Linked DNA regions of Sus scrofa: all the other regions are linked to region 2. The links are chromatin contacts, called in public Hi-C, promoter capture Hi-C and targeted proximity ligation maps. All regions are on one chromosome and are shown on one strand. The core of a region is the stretch at or near the end of the contact, and the rest is flanking DNA. Distances in the headings are between cores, read along the strand shown. Region 1 holds the start of UBE2V2 (ubiquitin conjugating enzyme E2 V2). Region 2 holds the start of SNAI2 (zinc finger protein SNAI2). Region 3 has its middle 100 kb from the start of UBE2V2. Region 4 holds the start of MCM4 (DNA replication licensing factor MCM4).

Evidence for each region. Promoter capture Hi-C pulls out the DNA fragments that hold promoters and counts their contacts. Hi-C and Micro-C count contacts between places; a contact is called where the count stands out from the background.
Region 1: a Hi-C map of embryonic fibroblasts shows a contact between it and region 2, with 2.0 times the contacts expected there. A contact is called at or near these places in 2 of 5 promoter capture datasets (fetal skeletal muscle and liver), 4 of 47 Hi-C or Micro-C datasets (embryonic fibroblasts, fibroblasts, heart right ventricle and 1 more) and 1 of 2 datasets of targeted methods (skeletal muscle).
Region 3: a targeted proximity ligation map of skeletal muscle shows a contact between it and region 2. A contact is called at or near these places in 1 of 5 promoter capture datasets (liver), 14 of 47 Hi-C or Micro-C datasets (adipocytes, embryonic fibroblasts, epiblast stem cells and 8 more) and 1 of 2 datasets of targeted methods (skeletal muscle).
Region 4: a contact with region 2 is called in a promoter capture Hi-C map of fetal skeletal muscle, with 8 times the contacts expected there. A contact is called at or near these places in 2 of 5 promoter capture datasets (fetal skeletal muscle and liver), 3 of 47 Hi-C or Micro-C datasets (embryonic fibroblasts and mesenteric adipose tissue) and 1 of 2 datasets of targeted methods (skeletal muscle).

The regions. Positions count from the first base shown.
Region 1 is chr4:79,651,193-79,656,996 of Sscrofa11.1, reverse strand. It overlaps UBE2V2 (ubiquitin conjugating enzyme E2 V2), which reads left to right and starts at 4,495. Exons shown (of 4, transcript NM_001243391.1): 1 at 4,495-4,565. The coding sequence starts at 4,550. LOC102164310 (a long non-coding RNA gene) reads right to left here and starts at 1,728. Exons shown (of 3, transcript XR_002343341.1): 1 at 1,606-1,728.
Region 2 is chr4:79,263,574-79,268,845 of Sscrofa11.1, reverse strand. It overlaps SNAI2 (zinc finger protein SNAI2), which reads right to left and starts at 3,966. Exons shown (of 3, transcript XM_005663090.3): 1 at 3,780-3,966; 2 at 2,522-3,067; 3 at 371-1,602. The coding sequence starts at 3,858. The coding sequence ends at 1,421.
Region 3 is chr4:79,545,086-79,550,680 of Sscrofa11.1, reverse strand. No RefSeq gene overlaps it. Among named protein-coding and RNA genes, the nearest start is that of UBE2V2, 100 kb to the left of the region's middle.
Region 4 is chr4:79,685,300-79,690,840 of Sscrofa11.1, reverse strand. MCM4 (DNA replication licensing factor MCM4) reads left to right here and starts at 3,877. Exons shown (of 17, transcript XM_021089418.1): 1 at 3,877-4,227; 2 at 4,349-4,418; 3 at 4,557-4,646; 4 at 4,773-4,936; 5 at 5,022-5,123. The coding sequence starts at 4,355. PRKDC (DNA-dependent protein kinase catalytic subunit) reads right to left here and starts at 3,466. Exons shown (of 86, transcript XM_021089419.1): 1 at 3,309-3,466; 2 at 2,042-2,118; 3 at 1,850-1,942; 4 at 1,423-1,497; 5 at 611-719. The coding sequence starts at 3,462. LOC102164310 (a long non-coding RNA gene) reads right to left here. Exons shown (of 3, transcript XR_002343341.1): 3 at 5,353-5,541.

The DNA.
Region 1 (5,804 bases), core at 3,246-5,745, 390 kb before region 2:
TGTCATTCAGTCCTCACCCCTCAGCTGCTGATGAGGCAACCAAGATCTACAGAAGGCTGCATGGTAGATAAGGTTGAAAACAGAAATAGTCCAAGTCTAACAAATCCCATTAAATGAGCTGAGTGGGATAAACTAGTGTATGTGAGTGAGGTGTACCCCTCTCATGGACTGTCATCTGTCTCCCTGGCTTCCTCCTCTGCCCCCAAATCGGGGTCCACAACGGAAAGGCACTAGCAAACACTATGGCTTACTGGGAGGCTGGTAAATAGATGCTTTGGTCAAAACAGTGAGTTCAAATAAGGTTTTTTGTTGTTGTTGTTTGTTTTTTTGCTTTTTTTAGGGCCGAACCTGTGGCATATGGAGGTTTCCAGGGTAGGGGTCGAATCAGAGCTACAGCTGCCAGCCTACGCCACAGCCACGGCAACACCAGATCCAAGCTGTGTCTGCAACCTACACCGCAGCCCACGGCAACACCAGATCCTTAACCCACTGAGCCGAGGCCAGGGACCGAACCTGCAACCTCATGGTTCCTAGTAGGATTCATTTCCGCTGTGCCACAACAGGAACTCCTCAAATAAGTTTTTTAACTAAACAAAACAAAACAGTATGACACTGGCACAAAAAACAGGCACACAGATCAATGGAACAGAATAGGGAGCCCAGAAATAAACCCATGTACTTATGGTCAATCCACAACAAAGAAGTCAAGAACATAACTGCTTGGAGTTCCTGTTGTGGCTCAGTGGTAATGAACCCAACTAGTATCCATGAGGACTCGGGTTCGATCCCTGGCCTTGTTCAGTGGGTTAAGGATCCTGTGTTGCAGTGGCTGTGGTGTCGGCCGGCAGCTACAGCTCCAATTCGACCCCTAGCCTGGGAACTTCCATATGCTGCGGTGAGGCTCTGGAAAAAAAATATAACTGCTTACTGTTATTGTACATTAGCTTATCCTCCAAACATTGAGTAAACATTATCAGACATCAAATACCTTCAGTGACTCCCAAAATATGTGTAGACTGATTACCACACTTCTAAATAACACTTGAGGTATAGATGAAATCGCAAGAGAAATTTACAAAGTTTTTTTTTTAAAAAAATCGAGTTATACTTGATTTACAATATTATTAGTTTCAGGTGTACAACGCAGTGTTTCTAAACTTTTACATAATATTCCATTTAAAGTTATTATACACTGGGAACCATGTCTAGTCACTTGTGATGGAGCATGATAAGTGAAAATAGAATGTGTACATGTATGTGTAACTGGGTCACCATGCTGTACAGCAGAAAAAAAAATTGCATTGGGGAAATAACTATTAAAAAATAAATAAATAAATAAATAATAAAGTTATTATAAAACACTGGCTATATACCCTATCCTTCACAATATAGTCTCACACCTTATTTATTTTATGCATAGTAGTTTGTACCTCTTACTCACCTAACACTACCTTGCCCCTCCTTCTTCCTTTTCCCCTCGGATAACCATTAGTCTGTTCTCTATATCTATGAACCTGTTTCTGTTTCATTACACTCACTTGTTTGTTTGATTTTTTAGATTCCACATATAAGTGAAAACAGAGTATCTGTCTTTGTCTCACTTACTTAGCGTAATACCCCTCAGGTGCATCCATGTTGCTGACAAAGGCAAAATTCCATTTGTTTTTATGGCTGATTAATAATCCATCATATGTATGTACCACATCTTCTTTATCCATTCCTCTGTCGATGGACACTTTAGGTTGCTTCCATGTCTTGGGTACTGTGAGAGAGTGTGTTTGTTTCCTATTGCTGCAAAACAAATTATTCCAAAATGTAGTGGCTTAAAACAGCAAACATGTATTATCTCATTATTGGTGGGTCAGGAATCTGGGCACCTTTAGCTGGTTCCTCTGTCTCTAGCAGAGTGGCAATGAAGGGGCTGGCCCAGGATGCAGTGTCATCCAAAGAGATAACGGGGAGGATCTGCTTGCAAGCTCACCCCCATATTTGTTTTGTTTTTTTTTTTTTTTGTCTTTTTGCCATTTCTTGGGCCACTCCTGCGGGCATATGGAGTTTCCCAGACTAGGGGTCTAATTGGAGCTGTAGCTGCCAGCCTACGCCAGAGCCACAGCAGCGCAGGATCTGAGCCGCGTCTTCGACCTACACCACAGCTCACGGCAACGCCAGATCGTTAACCCACTGAGCAAGGGCAGGGATCGAACCCGCAACCTCATGGTTTGTAGTGGGATTCGTTCGCCATGATGGGAACTCCCCATATTTGTTGATAGGGTTCAGTTCTTTGTGGCTGTTGAACCGAAGACCTCACTTCCTCAAGGTTCTTGGGCCAGAAGATCTTAGCTCCTTTCCACGTGGGCTTCTCTAGAAGGCAGCTGTCAGGATGACAGCTGGCTTCCTTCACAGGGAGCAAGAGAGAGCATGTCGGAAATCCAGTCTCTGGCCCCCCATGCCTAAAGCATGCAGAAGTTCTGAGGTCAAGGATTAAACCTGAGCCACAGCAGTGACAAGGCTGAATCCTTACCCCCGAGCCACTAGGGAACTCCAGGAGTCCTTTTTTTTTTGCTTTTTAGGGCCGCACCTGTAGCATACAGAGTTTGCCAGGATAGGGGTCAAATTGGAGCTGTAACTGCTGGCCTACAACACAGGCACAGCAATGTGGGATCTGAGCCATGTCTGTGACCTACATTATAGCTCACAGCAATGCTAGATCCTTAACCCATTGGGCGAGGCCAGGGATTGAACCTGCCTAGTCAGATTCATTTCCATTGAACCACAATAGGAACTCCCAGCAGCCTATTCTTTCTAAACAAAATCTCAGAAGTGATATTCCTGCACTTGTCTTATTTTGTTTATTGGAAGCTGGTCAGTAAACCCAGCCCCCACAAAAGGCAAGAGGATTATAAAACAAGGTATCAACACCAGAAGGGATCACTGGGAGCCGTTATAGAGGCTTCCTTCCAGAGAAGAGTGCAACAAATCTTAAAAGAGCACTCTATAGTGCCACTTCCTATTATGAGGCATAGCTGGGAGCAACTGGGAAGAAAAAGCAGCTGACACAGCACATTCAGAAATTAAGAACAGGATCTGCCTCCTCCCAAAGTCTAAGTCATGTGTAAGAGATGGGTGAGAAATAAGGGTGCAGGGTGGAAAGAAGTGGCCCCTCTGACTAGAAAATAGTGGCGTAGCATTAAGGATCTAGTGGCATTGTTACTGCAGCAGTGCAGGTTTCATTCCTGGCCTGGGAACTTCCACACATGCTGCAGGTTTGGCCAAAAATATTGCCTGCCATATCAGTAAACAAAGGATGTCATAGCCATCAGGCCACCACATTGGGAATTCAGCCCAGGGAGCGCTGCAGCCACCACCAAGGCTGCATCCTGAGGGCGCGGGATACTAAGGGCACAAGGTAGCTAAGGTGTTCGTCAAAGGAATATTTCAATGCCAGACTCTGCACCTTTCCATAGACAAAAAAGCGTGAAATTCTTTAATTTGGGATGTCTGTTCTTCAACAGTAATGTTCTGATGCTCAGACTTTCTAGTCTTTGCTACACTCCCCCCACTTCCAAGCAGTCCCTCACAGTGATCTGAGTCTCGGCTCCCGCGCTCCAAGTCCTCAGAATGTCTGCCAAACAAAACCTAACTCTCAGCTTTCAGGCTGTGCGTTTTTTTCAGTCAGCACCACCCAACAAGAACCACCTCGCCTTGTGCATAGCAAGTACCACTAAGGCAGGACTTGGGACGAGCTCCCCGGCCCCGCCCGGTCGGGGATACCAGCGCGGGGGGTGCGGGACTCCGTCCGCGCCCCTTCTGCGGGTAGCAGGGTGCACGCACCCCGGGACCTCGCAGCCCTCGGGGGTCGCCGGCAGTCCTACGCGGGGCCGGCTTGGCGCCACCACCCGAGTCTGTGCGCGTCCCCGCGGCCGCCGCCAACAGTGGGGGCACGTTCGCAGCGAGGCTCTTCTGTGACTCGGAAGCTCTTTTACACTTTTGGGGAGAATTTTCTAGACTTGGACGTAGATCTTAATCATTGCCTCCACCAACTCATATCGCAAAAGAAAATACGAATAAGGTAGCTTAATTTTAAGGGTTCTTTAAACTTCCGATCCGCTTCTTGAATTATTTCCACAGAAAACGACCCGTCGGGACCAGCCTTCCTCCCACAACCCCTCCGTTCAACTCTCAGAGCCGCGTCCTTCCCCATCAGGGGGCCCTCGGCGGCGCTCCGCCCCCCGGCTCGACGCACGCCCGTGACGTCACGCCGGCGAGGGTTCTCCGAAGCGCGAGCCCTTCCCGGAGCGTTCTTGCCTCGCGCTTCGCTCTCTCTTACGGTGACTGACTCGAGAGTGTTCCGTCAACTTCTTCTGTCACATTTCTCTGAAGTAGTTGCAGCGCTTCGGGAACCCGGAAACCGCGGGGCGGGTCCGTGGTGACGCACCGGAAGCCGCGGGGCGGGACCCTGCAGTCGGAAGCCGCAGGGCGGGCAGTGGCGCTCCCGGAAGTGGCGCGGTCTTCGCGTGCGTGAGGGCGGTGCGTCGGGCTGCAGGAGAAGATGGCGGTCTCCACAGGTCTGTTCCCGGCCGGGCCGCTTGCTTTTCCACCCCGACCCGAGCTGCGCCTCCGCCTGCTGCCGGCTATCGGCCTGGCCATGCGGAGAAGCAGGAGCGCGGCCCCTTGGCGGCTGCGTTCCCCGTGAAGCGCACTGGGAACAGGGAGGGTCGGGGCTGCTGTCGGGGCGGCGGTCGTGCCCGCGCGTCGGCTGCGCGCCCTAGAGCTGGGCTGGGCCCTGCTTGGTCTGGGGTCCTGCAGGCGTTGCTGGGTCAGGCAGGCGGGGGCTCGCGGACTGTGAGAGAGCGAGCAGGGGTGCCCAGGGTGGGCTACCTCCACCTGGGCGCGGGAGGGCTCGCTTGGGGGTCCAGGCTGAAGCGAGTCTGATTCCTGACTCGCCTTGACGTGGGCGGAGGACGGGGCCGTCTCCTAACTGACCGCAGGTGTGTTATCTTTCATTTGAGTGAAAAACTGTGGTGCAAACTAAGTAAAAGCAAGGAGTGAGGTGAACGCTAACTGAAGAAAAAGCAATTTCTTAGATTAGCTATTCAACTCCTTTCTTGCACTTAATACAGTTTTGTTTTCTATGAGCACAGACTTTGAAATTAAGTATTACCACTAAGATTTTAGACATTTGACTATTAAATGTTAAAGTCAAAATGTTAGGCTTTATTACTTAAAAATATTAATGCGTATGATCTTTAATTTTTCTAATCATACCCATTAATACAAACTAGTTTTGCATTTCATGTCATCATTATATAATAAAACGAATTTTCAAGTCTACATACTAAAGTGGAAGGCATCAGTGTATGTTGTGATGGGTAGTCTCAAGGTAATACCATTCTACATTCATTTCAGTGAGAAGTTGTGTCTTTTTAATGTCTCATCTTGACTACGTGCAGGCGTCACGATAAGATGTTTAGTTTTGGTGTTGGGGAACTGTTTCAGTAGACTGATGAGAGATGAGATGAGAACTAAGTAATAAAGCATGGGTGATTTAAAAGTGATATTTTAGTGTTAAAACTTTATAATTACTGCCCTTTCCATTTGAAATCCTGCGTGCTTGTTAGTGGGGCTGTGTTTATGAGATGTGCTTAGTATTTATAGGTTCTTGAAAACTTAGTAATAAAATGATTTATTTTCATTCGATTGATAGTTTTCACTTTGTGGATTTCATTTTTTACTTAAACACAATCCCCCCCACACACACTGTACATATGAGAGAGTGTGGAAATATTTTGAAAAGACCAATGGTT
Region 2 (5,272 bases), core at 2,717-5,216:
TCATGACAGGTGACTGTAATTTGCTTTCATAAAGCCAACATAATCAAATCATCATAAAGAAAAAGTTTTGAAAAGTATTCTTGACTGTTAATAACATGAGTATTTTTGGCACTCAGAAAGTATGATTTTTGTGAAACAGATATGCAAACAAATGATCACTATGATGTCTTTCTGACTGTAACAGTATTATCTTAAGAGTAAAGAACAATACTCAATGTCTATTATAATCTAACACTTAAAGACTGACACTTGAGAGTCATCATAAACACTATTCACTTTCTCTCCTATTAACAAAAGAAACAAGCCTTTAGATAGTAGTTTAGCACTAATCATGAAGTAAGTAAGGTCTCTGAAAATAGTATACAAACAATAGATTTTAAATCAAAAATGTTTATTGTAAAAAAGAACCTTGAAAATTGTTTTTTTAAAAAAGAAACATTAATATCACAAATCTTCAGGTTGTTTATAGCATTTGCTATAGACAACATCTCACTTTCATACAAAACTCATTCAATCATATAAAAATAAACACAAATTTACATTGACCCATCAACTATACAATTAATTAAAAAGGGTGCTAGAAGGATTGCATCTGCTGTATGGATTTAAAATAGTTTACATTGTAGAGTTTCTAAAAATCCTTTGTTGCACTTATTCCCATCTTTAGGTGATTTTAGAAAATCATTAGAAATTCTTTTAAAAAGTAAGCCATGGAGCATGCACCGGGAATGTTCAAAGCTAGTCATTCTCCTCTCCCTCAAGGCACATATTGCTTATCGGCAAAAAAAAAAAAAAAAAAAAAAAAAAAAAAAGAAGAAAAAGAAGAAGAAAACACTTTTAATACATTCTCCTGTGTTTTTCCTTCTTGTTCTCTCCCCCCACCCCCGTCTCGCTCTTAAAAATACAGTTTAAAGTATTATAGGTCATCAAAATTGGCTTTAGCTCAATGACGGTGAGTAGACCTCAGACAAGGAATAAAGTGAACATGGTTACTTTATAAGGCACCTGAGATAGAGTCTGGCGGGTCCCCCTCCTGGAGGAAATTCTATTACAAATCTGTTTTAAGGCAATACTGTTCTTTTCAGGTGAAATGATTTGGCAGCAATGTAAATCTTTGCATTCTTCCTTAGTAAGAAAAGATGCAGTGTGCTTTTTGTTTCATCTTTGAGGAGAAAGATTGTCTTTTATCCTCTCAATCTAGCTGTCAGTAAATATGTAGTAATTTTAAACTTCACATGGAAAGGATTAACTTTAAATACATTGATTCCGTACTCTTGAGCTGTGTGTGTGTGTGTGTGTCTATACATATTATTTGGTCGGTAAGCGCAAGAGAAAATGCCTTTGGACTTTTACTTGTCATTTGGCGGCGGCAGCGGAGTGAAGAAATGCCTTCTGCTCGAGTAAACATTGGTGGTGTCACTCAGTGTGCCACACAGCAGCCAGATTCCTCGTGTTTGTGCAGAAGAGACATTCTGGAGAAGGTTTTGGAGCAGTTTTTGCACTGGTACTTCTTGACATCCGAGTGTGTCTGCAGATGAGCTCTCAGATTTGACCTGTCTGCAAAGGCCCTGCTGCAGTGAGGGCAAGAGAAGGGCTTCTCCCCTGGGGGGCGAGGGGGGCAAGAGAGAAAGACAGTCAGTGTTTTCAGAGGAAACAAAAAGCCAGATAACGTTTATGAGCAACAACCACCTTCTGCCTCAAGAATGAGAAACAGCAGAACTTGACTGAAATCCCCCTTGATTGATACTTAGTTGAATGTCTGGCTTTTTAAGATAAATCTGAATGGTGTATTATAAAATCAATTTAAAAATACAAGTATTATTCCTGCTGCCAGCCATGCAGAAATGATTCCTGAGGCTCTAGGACTTCACTTGCTAAAGCTTTTTGCTCTAGCAGGTGCAGCTGACAGAGAACTCCTCCCCACATTTCCCAACATTTCCCCTTTTCCCTCCTTCAGTGTATCATGACTAAGGCTGGATAAATGCCTCGACTCCTGGCTGGGTGATGTTGCGCTAGGAATAGAAAATTCAGCAGCAAAAACAAAACACAAGCAAATAACGGAAAGCAGATTCGGCCCTAACAACCCACCTTGCTGAGGGTGGCAGACATGCCAGCAAGAATGAAACGAACAAAAAAACAACAGCAAATCGCTTCATTGATTTGTCTCTCGGCTTGACTGACTGAGAGAGCAACGTAGTTATTTGCTGATTAGTGGTATTAGCCATTTCACAGAACACACATTCAAGTACATCCTTCCTGGTTTTCTACTGATCTTTGAGACCAAACCTTCTGAATCTGCTTTCCAAAGTCTACCTGCTGTTTGTGGTCTCTGGAGCCAGAGCTGAGGCCGTTAGCCAGCAAAGGAGCCCTTTGTGCTCTGTCGACTTTTGAGTCGTCAGGAAGTGGCTATAAATGACCATCCATCATTAAAAGCACTGTGTCACCACTTAAGGCAAATCCGACAGTCAGCCCAGGGCTTCCTCCTGTCGGCTGGTGACGGCCTGCCTGCCTTCCCTCTTACCAGTGTGCGTTCTGATGTGTCCTTGAAGCAGCCAGGGTCTGGAGAAGGCCTTGCCACAGATCTTGCAGACACAAGGTAGGGTGTGGGTCCGAATGTGCATCTTCAGGGCGCCCAGGCTCACGTACTCCTTGTCGCAGTACTTACAGCTGAAGGACTTCCTAGACTGGGCGTCACAGTGCAGCTGCTTGTGCTTGCCCAGCCCTGAGAAGGTCGAATAGGTTTTACTGCATAAATTGCACTGAAACTTCTCGGCTTCGATGGCGTGGGGGTCGGAAAGCTTGGACTGGAGTCTTTCCTCTTCGTCGCTAACGGGACTTTCGGAGCCGCTGTGGTCCTTGGATGAGGTGTCGGATGGAGGAGGGGGGCTCACACGCCCCAAGGGTGGGGGGTATCCGGACAGGGGGGAGAGGCCGTTGGGCAGCGGGGCGTGGAACGGAGCCGCGCTGGTCCACACCGCAATGGGGCTGTAGGCTCGCGAGCTGAGGATCTCCGGTTGTGGAATGACAGGCATTGGGTAACTCTCATAGAGGTACGGGGAAACGATCACTGGGGAAGACAAGAGGGGAAGGAAGAGTGAGGCGGAGAGAAACCTATGAAAACCCACCACGAAGCTGCTTGGCAACGCAAACGGACGAGAGGACGCGCGCAGGAGGAACTCGCAGGCGTTGGTAGGACATTTCTTCCCACCCTTGCTACTCGCGCGGTCACTGTACTTGGGGCGCACACGGAGCGTCGCGGGGCTGCAGCGGCTCGGCGGTCAGCGAGCGCAGCCCAGCCCCGCCCAGCTAGGGCCTCCGCGGTCCCCAGCGAGGGGAAAGCCTATCCACTACCTCGAAAGCTGCAGAGAAGTTCCCTTCCATTTTACGCGTGGGCTGTTTGCAGGGTTTATGACTGTGAGTACAAAGACAGGCGTAAATCCAGCTGCTTTCTAAAGGAAAGGAGCCTTATGACATGAAAAAAAAAGCAGTAATTCAACATTTACGCGTGGCCTTACTCATCCTCCGCGTACTCATTATGCAAGTATGCACACGCTTCAGAAAGTGACGTTGCAAGAGCCGAATGGAGTTTTCCTGGCCAGTGAAAAGTTTGAATTAAAACTTAGCCCAGATGATCAAAGGAACGGCCGCTCTTTCAGGAGGGACGCTGTTTAGAGGAAAACAGCTCCGCCTCTAACTTTTGTAGAAGTTGAGCTGCAGCTCACACTGCTATTTACCTCTTGATAGACAGACTGAGTTGCAATATAGAGCCCCCCTTTTACCTGTGTGTGTGTCCAGCTCGCTGTAGTTGGGCTTCTTGGAGGCGTTGAAATGCTTCTTGACCAGGAAGGAGCGCGGCATCCTGCCGGCTGCGCGGGGCGCCGGGCGCGGGGCGCGGGGCGCGCAGTCCTACAGCATCGCGGCCCCGGCAGGTGCGCGCGCGGCGCCGCCAGGTCGCAGGCTCTTCGCGGACTGAGCCCGCGGTGGCGGGGAGGCCTTTTTTTCCTGCCTTTTGCAAGAAGGGTCCAATCACAGCCGAGAGGTTCGGATTTCAGCTCCTCCCTCTGGGACAGCTGTGAACAGAGGAAGAATCTGTTGTCAGACTAAATTATTTTGGTTCAAAATGGGCTGTTCTCCGGCTTTCAGTGGAGAGGAAAAAAGTGCTTAAGTATTTTCAAGAAGAGGTAATTTTCCTTCTTCAGCTCGTCGGCCCTTCGCGCTCTCGGCGAGCTGGATCCGGCTGAACCTGGCCTGGCTTCCAGCTGTGGGCTCTGGCGCTTGCTGGGAAAGGCAGGGGGCCCGCGGGTCCCAGGCCAGCCTCTGGGCTTTGGAGAGGTTCTGCTCGCTCAGGGACGGAACAGTTCACTCCCGGCTTTTGACAAGAAAGGTAGCGGCAAAGACAAAGCCCCAGTGAGTGAGGGGCGGGCCCGCAGGGGACTCCCCGCGGCTAGCGAACCACCCGCCTCTCGCTGGGGACGCGCTTCGAGTCCAGGAGGCCCGGGGCAGAGCCAGAGGCGGCGCCTGGGGAAATGAAGCAGGCGTGTCACCACATTAGCCGTGAGGCTTGAAAGAAGCGCTTTGTAGCCCCCGAAAGACCGGCTGCCTGCGAGACCGGGCACCGTACGGATGAAAGCGAAGGATGGGTTAATGTCCTTTGGAACGGGAAGGGTTCCCCACAAAGGCATTTGCATCTTTTCAGGCATCGCCATGTAATTTTATGGAAAAAAAGTGTGAAGGGGCCTTGAGAGACAATTATTTCAAAAATGTATATGCTTTTAGACCATGCTCTTTTCTTGGGTATAACGTCGTCAAAATTCATGTGTTTCTGCCCCTCCCCTGCATTGTGTTTTTAAAGAAAGGGTGCCATCCTGAGCACTGCTTGGTTAAACTTTTAAGCTAGTCTAGCAATCAGCAAAAATACTTTGGTTGTGTGTATGGTATTTAATCTAAAAATACCCTAAAGTGGCTCATTTGAAAAGTGAAATTATATCCATATTTACAAGCACTTCCGTCCCTTCTAGATTATTCTCCCTACCTTTGGCTTAAAGACTAAGGAAAGAACACATTTGCAATCAGACCACGCTACCCTTGATTGGAACAGGTGCTGGGAGGAAAAAGGTGAAAAATAACAGTGTGAAGTCAAGACTTGTAAGAGGAAGGTGCATGTCAGGCTGCATAACTTCTTAATCTTGGGGGGAGGCCGGAGTGTGCAGGGGAGGGCGGGGCTCAGGCTGCCTGAGCTAATTTCAGAGATCCCCTTTCTTTTTTTTTCCTC
Region 3 (5,595 bases), core at 1,446-3,945, 280 kb before region 2:
ACAACGATGTGCATTAGCAGTGAGGGTGAATGGCCACGGAGCTCCTGCCACTCTGGGCAGAGCAGTCATAGCAAGCTTGGGTGGAGTTCTAGGCTCAAGGCCAAAGGTGGAATGACTTTAAGCCACCCAAGTCGAGGGTTCGTGCTGGGAAACGCTATCCTGGAGGTGGCTGGTGGCTTCTGGGGAGAGGGAGCTGGTTGCCGCGATGCCCAGCCTTGGGGGTGGGGTGGGGGCAGAGGTGGGATGGGGGCCCAGGAGGCCAGCACAGAGCATGGACCTCAGGTGCATCCTGGAGGGGCCGCCCAGGGCACCCTGCCCAACGCGGGGACGCAGAGGAGTCCCAATGAGAAGTTGCTAAGGAGCCAGGGAAACAGGCTTCCAGCTGACGTTCCTCCAATCAGGGCCCTCAGGGTGCAGCTCTGCTGATCTCAGGATCAGGCTGACTTCGCTGTGGGTGCGACGCACCCCAAAGGAAACTAAAGACAGATGGTTCACTCTGAATCATATTTTTTTCTCAGACAATATTTAATGCCAAAAAAAGTAGAGAAAAAATAGGACCCAGATTTGTCTGACGCAGCACATTCTCCTGTGATGGCCTCAGTTCCCTGGATTTCACTGGGGAGGCTGCTCTGTGTGGGACAGGACACTAAATGCTGTCATGTAAGATACATTTCACAACAGAACGCTGGTCTCTCTGAAGAGCCTCAGTTCTCAGAGCATCCGACAGAGCTTCTCCCCCCATCCAGGGTAACATGTGTTTCTCATAAAGCTGTACATATTTATCAAACATGCAAATTAAGAAATAAATACCGCATCCTCTTGTGCATTAGATCAATGTACATCAAATGTTTTACATCTGATAGAGAAGTTTCTCATCAGAAAGTGGGTGGGGGCTGCACACACCAGGACCCACAGCCTGCCCCCAAGTCCAGGCCGACCCCTCCCAGCTGGCTCCCTGCTCAGTGGGCAGAGGCAGCAGAGGCACAGGTTTCACAGACCCTGGACAGGCGCAGACCCCAGACAGGCATGGATTTGGGGTATTAGGCCCTGGGGGTGGGCATGTGGTCTCTGAAGAGGCCCTGTGCAGCCCCGAGGGCCCCCACACCTCTGCTGTTCACAGAGCAGGGCCTGTTGGGAAGCCGCCGCATGCTGGGGCTGGAGCAATTGGGGCAGTGGCTGGCCCTGCTGCTAATTCATAAATAAGCACATTGTGCCCCTCCGGTCATCTCTGCTGTCTCCTAATCGGCTCCGTCTGTACCACGTCGATGAGGAGCCCCTTCCCAGGGACGCAGCCCTGCTCCCGGGCAGGCCAAGCTCTCCCAATGCTGCGGTTTTCTCGGTCACAGCAGCCGGTGCCACATGGTCTGATGCACGTCGTCCGCCTGGCACCCACAGTAGCCACTTTCTGTTCCAAATGCTTTTCCAATGTTAACTCGTTCCACGTGCACAAAACTGTACCAGACGACGCTGTGCAGATAAGGGCAGTGAAGCCAGAGGTGCTGCTGGTGTCTTAGCCATGAAGCAAGGTGGGTGCCGGGCCAGCTGCACCCCTTGTCTCACGTGGAGGTGGAGCTGCTCCTGGAGGCCAGCGGCTCAGAGTGACAGGGAGTCGGCAAATGCCAACCCTGCCTGGAGTCTGACTCTGTGGGTCGGGTGGGGGGAGTCTCGTGCACATTCCTGGGAGCTTTGGGTGGAGCTGGATGGGGACAGGGAGGGGATTTTCCTGCAGCAGGCTCCAGGGCACACAGTAGGTGGTGTGTTTGCAGCAGAAGCCTTGACGGCTGATTGGGTGTGGAAAGTTTTGACAATGGCAGGTGATGGATTTTAGGGAAATTTACTGTAATTTAGGAAGAAAAATTCTAGCCGGAAGACGTTTTTCTTCCACGGCTCACGCTTCTAGTCTTCAGCTGTGGGATCGTCCCAGAACCCACTGGGACGGAGCCTGCCCTCGGTCCTCACTGCAGAGGGCGCTCCCCAGCTGGAGAGGGACCTCAGTCTCTTAAATCAAAGTGGGACTCAAACACTTCTTAGGAAGGCAGCACCTGGTCACCCCCTGACTGGCGTGGGTCTGGTGGGAAGGTGCTCCCCCAGGATTGAAGAGGGCATTTCATACATATTTCAGCCCAGCAAGTCCCCCAAGATCTCATCTTCCTCTCTAACAGCAGAGCAAACGTCTGAAGAGCAAAAATCCCAGGGCAACAACCGTCTGAGCCGAATTTCCCTTCCCTCTGGCCGTTGTCGCCCCTCCAAGGGTTAAGCTGCGAGGAGCCTCCCCGGACTTCACGTCCGTGCTGGGGGGAACTATTAAATTACCGCTGGATGTTTCTGATCACGCTGCACACCAGCGCCTCAGCCCGGGCCTGGCAGCCACATGTGCCCGCGGCCCGCCCCGCCCCCGCCCACGGGCTCCTGGGGCCCCTCGGTGGCACCGAAAGGCGAGGCTGGAGCTGGTGCTGGCCCGGGGAGAGGAAACGGCAATAAACCCAGAGCGGGCGGCTTCCTGGAGCCAGGACGCCGGGGTCGGCTTAATTGCTCCGAAATGAAAAAGATTCGGGGGTTTTCAAGAAGTCCCAGAGGTGCACTTGCCAAGCCTCAACTATTAGGTTGAATTACAGCTTCCAATCCCGCCCGCGCCCCAGCCTGCCTCTCTTTCTCCCGAGGTTTGTGGACGGGGAAGGTGGGCGGGAGCGGGCGCCACACTGGGGCGCTCGCGGGCCCGTCGCCGGCGGGGAGCCCGGGCCGAGGGCGTGCAAAGTCTCAGCAGAGTCTTAGGCGAGTCTCCGAGGAGCCTTAAAACACACTAAGAAGCAGTGGCAGCAAAGGGAAGTGTGAGAGCAGGCCGGGGGAAGGGGTGATTTCAGGGAGGCGGGTCTGACTGCCCCAAGGGACCCCCTCACTGAGTGACGGGGTGGGCAGCCGGGTGAGGGCTGAGAAGGCGGGGCCTGAGGACCAGCCCCAGCGGGACACTGGCCTGACCATGCGGGGGCATTGCAGGGGCGGCAGGCTGGCAGCCCGGCTCCCTCGCGGCTGGGTGGCAGCCGCCCCAGGTTCCCAGGGCCGGCACTTCCAGGCAAAGCCCAGCTGACCGGGCGGGTCTGCAGCCTCACCTCCCATCCGCCCACCGGCCTCTGGGCTCCTTGCTGTTTTGTGGTTCAAAGGTGCTGGTTGTTGGGGGCGGGGGGGGGGGGCACCCACAGGTGCATTCCTCCTGGGTAATGGAAACTGGAAACCTTGGAAGCATTTGTAGAGAAAAAGGACAATGAGATCTATTTTGAGGAAATGGGCAAGAAAAGTGGTAGGAAGCCAGGGTATTGGAGATGTGGCATGAAACAGAGGAAATGCTGGGCCACTGAGGCCAAGATGCAAGGCCGACAGGAAACACTGGGAGCTGCCGCTGTGTCTTCATGTTCCAGCTCCTGGTGCGCAGAGCACTCGGTGGCCCTTGGAAGTTTGGGTCTTCCTGCACTCTCATGGGTGACCAAGCAAGGGTGACCAGTGCTTGGAGGTGGCCCTGCGCCAAAGGCACCATAGCCCAAGGATGATTGTCTTGACTCTGGCCTTCTTCTGTGCCTCTGCACTCCGTTCATGCCGTGGCCTCCCTAATGGGCCTCGCAGTCCCAAGTGGTTTTTGTTGGTGGGGAAGGCGGCAGCAGGTGTCCCTGGGGGTCCAGGCTCAGCACATGCTGTCTTCCTGCCTCCTTGCAGACACAGACACACATGGATGTCACACGATGGCGCTTGTTCCAGGCTCAGCCTGGTTTTACCTGGGGGGAGGGAAAGCACTGTGGGGGGTGTGGGTGGAGGGTGACTGGGGCACTCATGACAATGGGTCTCCCTGGGGACACAGGCTGGTGACCTCAGGGAGCATGGCCTCACTGCCCACGCAGGGGGCAGGGTCTCTGTGTCCTTCCCTGCAGTGGGGCTGGGGACGGAACCCAGAGTGACACCTGCTGCTGAGGGCTCATGGTGGGCCTTTCACTCACGCTGTTCCATATAAACTACAGAAACTTTCCTAGAGGCGACATACTGGTCTCATTCTTTTTTTTTTTTTTTGTCTTTTTGTCTTTTTTTGTTGTTGTTGTTGTTGCTATTTCTTGGGCCGCTCCTGCGGCATATGGAGATTCCCAGGCTAGGGGTTGAATTGGAGCTGTAGCCACCGGCCTACGCCAGAGCCACAGCAACTCGGGATCCGAGCCGCGTCTGCAACCTACACCACAGCTCACGGCAACGCCGGATCGTTAACCCGCTGAGCAAGGGCAGGGACCGAACCCGCAACCTCATGGTTCCTAGTCGGATTCGTTAACCACTGCTCCACGACGGGAACTCCTGGTCTCATTCTTTTAAATGACGGAACTAAGGCCCAGAAGTGTATCAGTTAACAGTGGCTGTTATGGCAGTGAAGCCTCTGAGTGTATAAAGGGGTAAAGATGACAAAGGTTTATTTCTCATCTGTTTAAATCCTGCATGGGTGTTCCTTCTGGAGGGACCAGCCTTGAGTAAGCCGGGCTGCTCCCCTGCTGCCCCCACCAGCCACCCTTCAGAGATGTGCTGCTTTACTTTGGACTTGCCATTTCCTTTTAAGGTGTGTTGTCCCCCACAGTAAGGCTGCTTTAAATGAAAATGGCATTTTAGACCTGGAAAGAACCATGGCAATAAATAGTCCAAACTCCGTATTTTATTGATTCAGAAACAGATACTCAAAGAGATTGAGGGACTGACAAAGGTCTCAAAATTAGGTCATATAAAAATCAGCTCATCAAGGCAGGAAGCATCACACTTCCTGGTTTCAAGCTATACTGTAAAGCTGCCATTATCAAAACAGGACACTATTGGCATAAACACAGATACACAGATCAATGGGACAGAATGGAGAACCCAGAAATAAACCCAAGCATAGAAAGTCAACTAATAGCTGACAGGAGAGCCAAGAATACCCAATGGAGAAAAGAGAGTCTTTAATAAATGGTGCTGGGAAAACTGGATCTTCACATGTAAGAAAATGAAACTGGCCTCTATCTTATACCCCCCACAAAACTTTACTCGAAATGAATTAAAGACTTAAGTATTTAAGTGAAACTGAACTGTGAAACTGAAACTGTGAAACTCCTAGAAGAAAACACAGGAAAAATCTCCTTGACATGGATCTTGGTAATGATTTCTTGAAAATCACAAGCAACAAAATAAATAAAGAAACCAGTGTGACTACTTCAAACTAAAAAGCTTCCGCATGGAGTTCCTGTTGTGATGCAGTGGAAATGAATCCGAATAGTATCCATGAGGATGTGGGTTTGATCCCTGGCCTCGCTCATTGGGTCGGGGATCCATCGTTGCTGGTGTAGGCCGGTAGCTGCAGCTCTGATTTGACCGCTAGCCTGGGAACTTCCATATGCCATGGGTGCGGCCTAAAAAGCAAAAAATAAAATAAAATAAAATAAAAAAGTAAAAGCTTCTGCACAGCAACGGAAGCATCAACACAGTAAAAAAAATAAATAACCCATGAAATGGGAAAAAATATTTGCAAACCCTAATAAGGGTTAATATCCAAAATATATAAAGAACTTGTGCAATGCGACAGCAGCAAACCAAATAATCCAA
Region 4 (5,541 bases), core at 2,628-5,127, 420 kb before region 2:
AGGATGCAGGTTCGAGCCTTGGCCTCGCTCAGTGGGTTAAGGATCCGGCAGAGCCATCAGCTGTGGCATAGGCCTACAACTGCAGCTCCAATTCAACCCCTAGCCCCAGGATGTCCATATGCCATAGGTGCAGCCATTTAAAAAAAAAAGGAAAACCTAAGTTTCACAGTAATAATTTTTTTTTCACTTTTTTTTAGGGCTAAACCCATAACATACGGAGGTTCCCAGGCTAGGGGTCCAATCAGAGCAACGGCTGCCAGCTTATACCACAGTTATAGCAACGCGGGATCTGAGCCGCATCTACGACCTACACCACAGCTCATGGCAACCCCAGATCCTTAACCCACTGAGCAAGGCCAGGGATTGAACCCACAACCTTATGGTTCCTGGTCAGATTTGTTTCCGCTGCGCCACGACATGAATGCAGTGATAATTTTTTAGCGTAAAATGTTTTTAGCTTTTTTTTAAATCCAAGACCATAGCATGTGGAAGTTCCGGGCCAAGGATCAAACCTATGCCAAAGCAGCAACACAAGCCGTGGCAACAAGGCAATAACAGAATTCCAAATTTCTTAAAATATTTTACAATAATATTTAAATATAAATCTCACCTGTATCTGATATTTTTGTTTTCAATGCAAGTTCTCCATAGAATTTGCTAAATAATTCTCCAACTTTAAATTCATCCATGAGTCTAGAGCTTCTCAAAGTCTGAAGTAACTGAAAGAGTGCAAGTCAGCAAAGTTTACAGAGGATGGAGGGAACCGACTTTGCACACAGCACAGGCCCACAACCGTGGACCTTGGGGCACTCGTGCTTGACCTATACTCACGCTTGACCCATCAGGACTCTTCTCCAGCCAAATTATTTGGGAGGTGGAATTTGAGGTGGGTGGTGGAAAAATAGGGTTTACAAAAGCAAGAGGATGTAGACTTAAGAAAAGTTATCACTAGACCCATGATCTCAGGCACTGAGGCCAAGAAGGACCAAACAGACCCAAAGAAATCCTAAGACAGACAAGATAAGAGAGATGCATCTAAGACCAAGACCCAGGTGAGCGTGAGCCCCTACAACCACTAAAAACAACACACAGGCCCCTCTGGAAAACATTCAAAGGCACAATGAGGAGGAGCCTGGCAGCTCTTAGCAGCATTAGGTTTTAGGAGCAAGTCAGTTCCTCAGCTGTCTTCCCCCTCATCCCCCTCACAACCCCAAATTCTTCCCTTGCTTCCCAAAAGGGTCTGAAGGCAAAATACCAAGACATTATTAGGTGATGGCTGGGAAACGTGCATCCTCCCCACACGTGGATGTGATCTGAGCTTATCCCAAAACCTCTCACCCAAAACATAACCCCAAACTCCAGCTTTCTATTTAAGTTACACTTAATATGAAACACATGCACTTGGAAATTTTTTTTAATTACCTTAATAAGAAGATCTAGGGCTGGAATCTTACATTTAGCGGCTTTATCTTTTGTGTAAACACTGGTACAAGTATTCTAGGTTTTAAAAGGAGATATTCCAAATCATCAATAAGATCTTAGTTGTTTAACTAAGATTTAACAACAACTAAAGTTACTTCTGAGAAGAGCAGCACCAAAATACAACACACTCCCATTTACTACTTCTTGACTAGGACCTCACTTCATTAAATTAAAAAAAAAAAGCCCACTGCATTTCTAACACAATCAAGCAGACATAAGTAAACTCGAAAAAAAAAAAAAGAGAGAGAGAAAGAAATAAATAAGCTCCCCAATGAGAAATGTAGACATAAAATCAAAATCCAAGTTTAATCTACACCGTTAAGTTACAATGGACTTTGGTACACAAGGTATGTTTTTTCCTCCTTACCTTAATATCGAGAGAATAAGGTGTGATCTTCTGGCCAATTTTTTCTAAGAAAATATATAAAAACTTTAAGGCTTCTTCTCTACAATCACGAAACTATAATTAAAAAAAAAATCATAGTATACATGAGTAAGAATCACAGTCCCTCAACATGAAGGCATATCAAGAAGAATAAAATGGAAATCTTCAACTTACTTCATCAATGCTAAGTGATTTCCGAACAAATACAAGCACACCAAAATCTTTGGAAAAAACTAAGGAAGTCTGTAATGCTGTAAAAAAGCAACAAATTAGTAAACTGCCAAGAAGTACTCTATAAATGCCCCCTAAAGCTGTTGCCTTTTGAGTGATAAAACACTAGCCTAAGGCGGCCATATTTTGGCAAGGAAAACAGGAAGTTCTAGATGACGTTCCATAGGGATAAGGTAGGCAGAATAATGGTCCCAAAGATGTCCATATCCTAACTTCTAGTGTCACACCTGTCAGTATGCTCACTTTACATGGCAAATGAAAATTAGTTGCCTGTGGAACTAAGGTCACTACTCAGCTGTCCTTAAACTGGGGAGACTGTTGGGCCACCTGGGGCCCCAGTTCACTCAAAAGGGCCTTCACAAGAGGAAGAGGGGAGGAAGATGGGTAATCAGAGAACATAAGGATTCCACCTGTGTTGCCCGACCCACTGCTGCTGGCTTTGAAGATAGGGAGGAATAGTCCTCGAACTGCACATGCCTTCTAGAAGCAAGGAGCACCAGCAAGAAGAAAAGGGACCTCTCTCCTACAGCTGCAAGGAGCTCAATTCTGCTAACAACCTGAATGAAAAAGGACATGAATTCTTCCCCAAGGGCTGTAGAAAAAGGAAAGGGGACATGCCTGCTACCTTGGTTTTAGCTTGATGAGAGGCCTGCTGGGCTTCCAAAACTTTAACAACCCTGTGTTGATTTAAACACTAAGCTTGTGTTATGTCTGAGAAGGGGTAGAATATCAATACACTTCTGGATAACCTCTCAAGAGAATAGACATACGCTGAATATTCCCAGTGAAACTTTTGGAAGATGGACTGGCGGGTTTAGGCGAGAGTGACGTGGAAGAAAACACTATCCTCTCGATTACCCTCCCCACTGTGGAGAGCAATGATGGCCCAATTCAGGGCATTGATTTATGGCCGCAGGGGACACGGGGAAATGCCCGGCCCAGAGGGCAAGGAGGGAGCCTTCACCCCCTGCGCCAGGAGCATGAACCCGCACCTCTGCGGTCCGAGCCGCTGCAATCGGATTCTTAACCCACTGCGCACAGCGGGAACTCCCTCACCACCCTCGGCTTTGCTTTAAATACCTCAACTCTGCCGTTAAGAGGCAGCTGTTAAACCACTTTTGAACACATCACAAATTCTGAGGACCCAGTTCAAACACCGCCCTAGTCGCCCACGCTGGACCAGCCGACGGAAGCGAGGAACCGTACCCACCCAACAGCGCCGGGCCGGAGCTCAGCACGCACTCCTGCCCCAGACCACGCAGCAACTGACAACTGGCCACCGCCGCGCTGCAGCGGTCGGAGGCCGACAAGGACTCCTGCAGCTGCAGCAGGGAGAGCCGCACGCCGGACCCCGAATCAGCCATGACGGCGGAGGATCGCGCCTGCGCACACCAGGCCCCGGCCCAGAAGTGCGGTGGCGCAGGGGGTGGGGCTGTGGGCGGGGCTTCGCGGACCTGCAAGGTTCCCGGGCGCTTGCGCACACACTTTCCGGTCCTTGAAATGCCTTCGATTCGGTTTTCCGTGCTGAAACCTTTCCCGGGACCCTCGAGGGGGTCTCCCTGTAGGAATAGTGACTTACTTACACGTACTTTAAGATTTGGGGAGGGTTATGAACGTGGGGTCCACAGTACCCTTAAAACAAAACGTTAGAACTTGGGGAGAGTCAGGAATTCAACGGCTCGACCTCCAGAAGTAGATGCGGAGGACAGGTGGCGAATTGACCAAGTGCCCCAGGCAGAAAGAGACAGGCCAGGGCTCGGATCAGGGACGACAGCTAGCCCTGTGTAAGGAGCAGGGACGTATCCTTTGGACTTCCAAAGGACGCAGGAGCGGCTCCACCAAGGAACGCCCTTTGGCGCCTGGACCCTGAACGCAGTCAGGCGATCTCCCTAGATTTCCCGCGAAATCGCGCTCCAGTCGCGGACAAGACCACTCGAGCCGGGGAGTTCTGCGTCAGTCTCCTGCGGGGCGCGTGGGGAGGCCGTCTAGCTTCCCCTGCTGCTACACAGTGGTCCTTTCCGGAAGCAGGGCGCCGCTCTGATTGGTGGGCTGCCGCCAGGGGGCGGAGACAACGGTGCCGCCGGCGGGAAACCTGGGCCCTGCTGGAGCAAAGCAAGCGCGACCCTCAGGTGTGGCCCCGCGGGTCGGCGGGGCTGGGGGAAGGGCTGAGAGGAAGGGGTTCAGGAACGCGGGAAGAAGGCGGGCGTCCATCTGGGAGGATCCACTCGAGCCAGTATCCCTGTCGTGCAGCCAGCCATGTCGTCCCCGGCGTCCACCCCAAGCCGTCGCAGCACTCGGCGGGCCGCCCCTACGCAGCCAGGTGAATACCCGGGGTTGGGCTGTGCCCCGTGGGGTCCCCGGGGAGGGCAGGCGGGCAGTGCCGGGTCAGCCCCGAGTCCCCAGTCTCCGTGCGGCTCCGGGGCCACCTGCGCCGACGCCGCCATGCCCTTCCCCTTAGGCCAGGACCCCCCGTCAGCTGGAGAACCTCAGCTGCTGCCCTTGTCGCCAGGCATCGAGCTCCGCAGCTCGCCCCGTGCGCCGTCGGCAGGTTAGCCACCCGGTCGGGGTTCGGGGGTCCGCAGGATTGGGAGGTGGCTGGGGTGGGGTGCTCCCAGGTGGGGGTAGTGAACGAGAATCAGGCCCCTGCGCTCACCCCATGGGACCCGGTCCCCAGGGGCCCCCCTGGACCTGGACATGAGCTCGCCGCTGACCTACGGCACCCCAAGCTCAAGAGTGGAGGGCACCCCAAGGAGTGGCGTTCGTGGTACACCGGTGCGGCAGAGGCCCGACCTGGGGTCGGCGCGCAAGGGGCTGCAGGTGGACTTGCACTCGGACGGGGTGAGTGCTGGGCGGTCCCGGGCATAGGGGCCGGGCGAGGTGAGCCATCCCCGTGACCCTGCTCACGTCGTCTTTTCCTATACAGCCGGCCGCAGAGGATATAGTGGCAAGCGAGCAGTCTTTGGGCCAGAAGCTCGTGATTTGGGGAACAGATGTAAATGTGGCAACGTGCAAAGAAAATTTTCAGGTGAGATATTTGTCATCCTGCAGGCTCCAGAAATGGCTGGAAGAAAGTGTTTGTAACTGCATCTAAGTAACCTGTGATATTTAGGGGCAGATCCTTATGTAGCTGACAAGTTTTTAAGAAGAGAAATATGGCTGTCTCCAAATTGACACACTATTTTTTTCGAAGTATAGTTGATTTACAATATTGTGTTATTTTCATGTGTATAGAAAAGTGATTTAGTTATTATATGTGTTTTTTTGTTTATATTCCATTATAGGTTATTATACTGACTATAACTTCCTGTGCTATACAGTAAACCCATATTGCCCTTCTATCTTAAATATAGCACTTGTGTCTGTTAATCCCATATTCCTAATTTCTCCCTCCTTTCCTCTCCCCTTGATAACCGTAAATTTGTTTTCTTTTTTCTTTTTTTTTA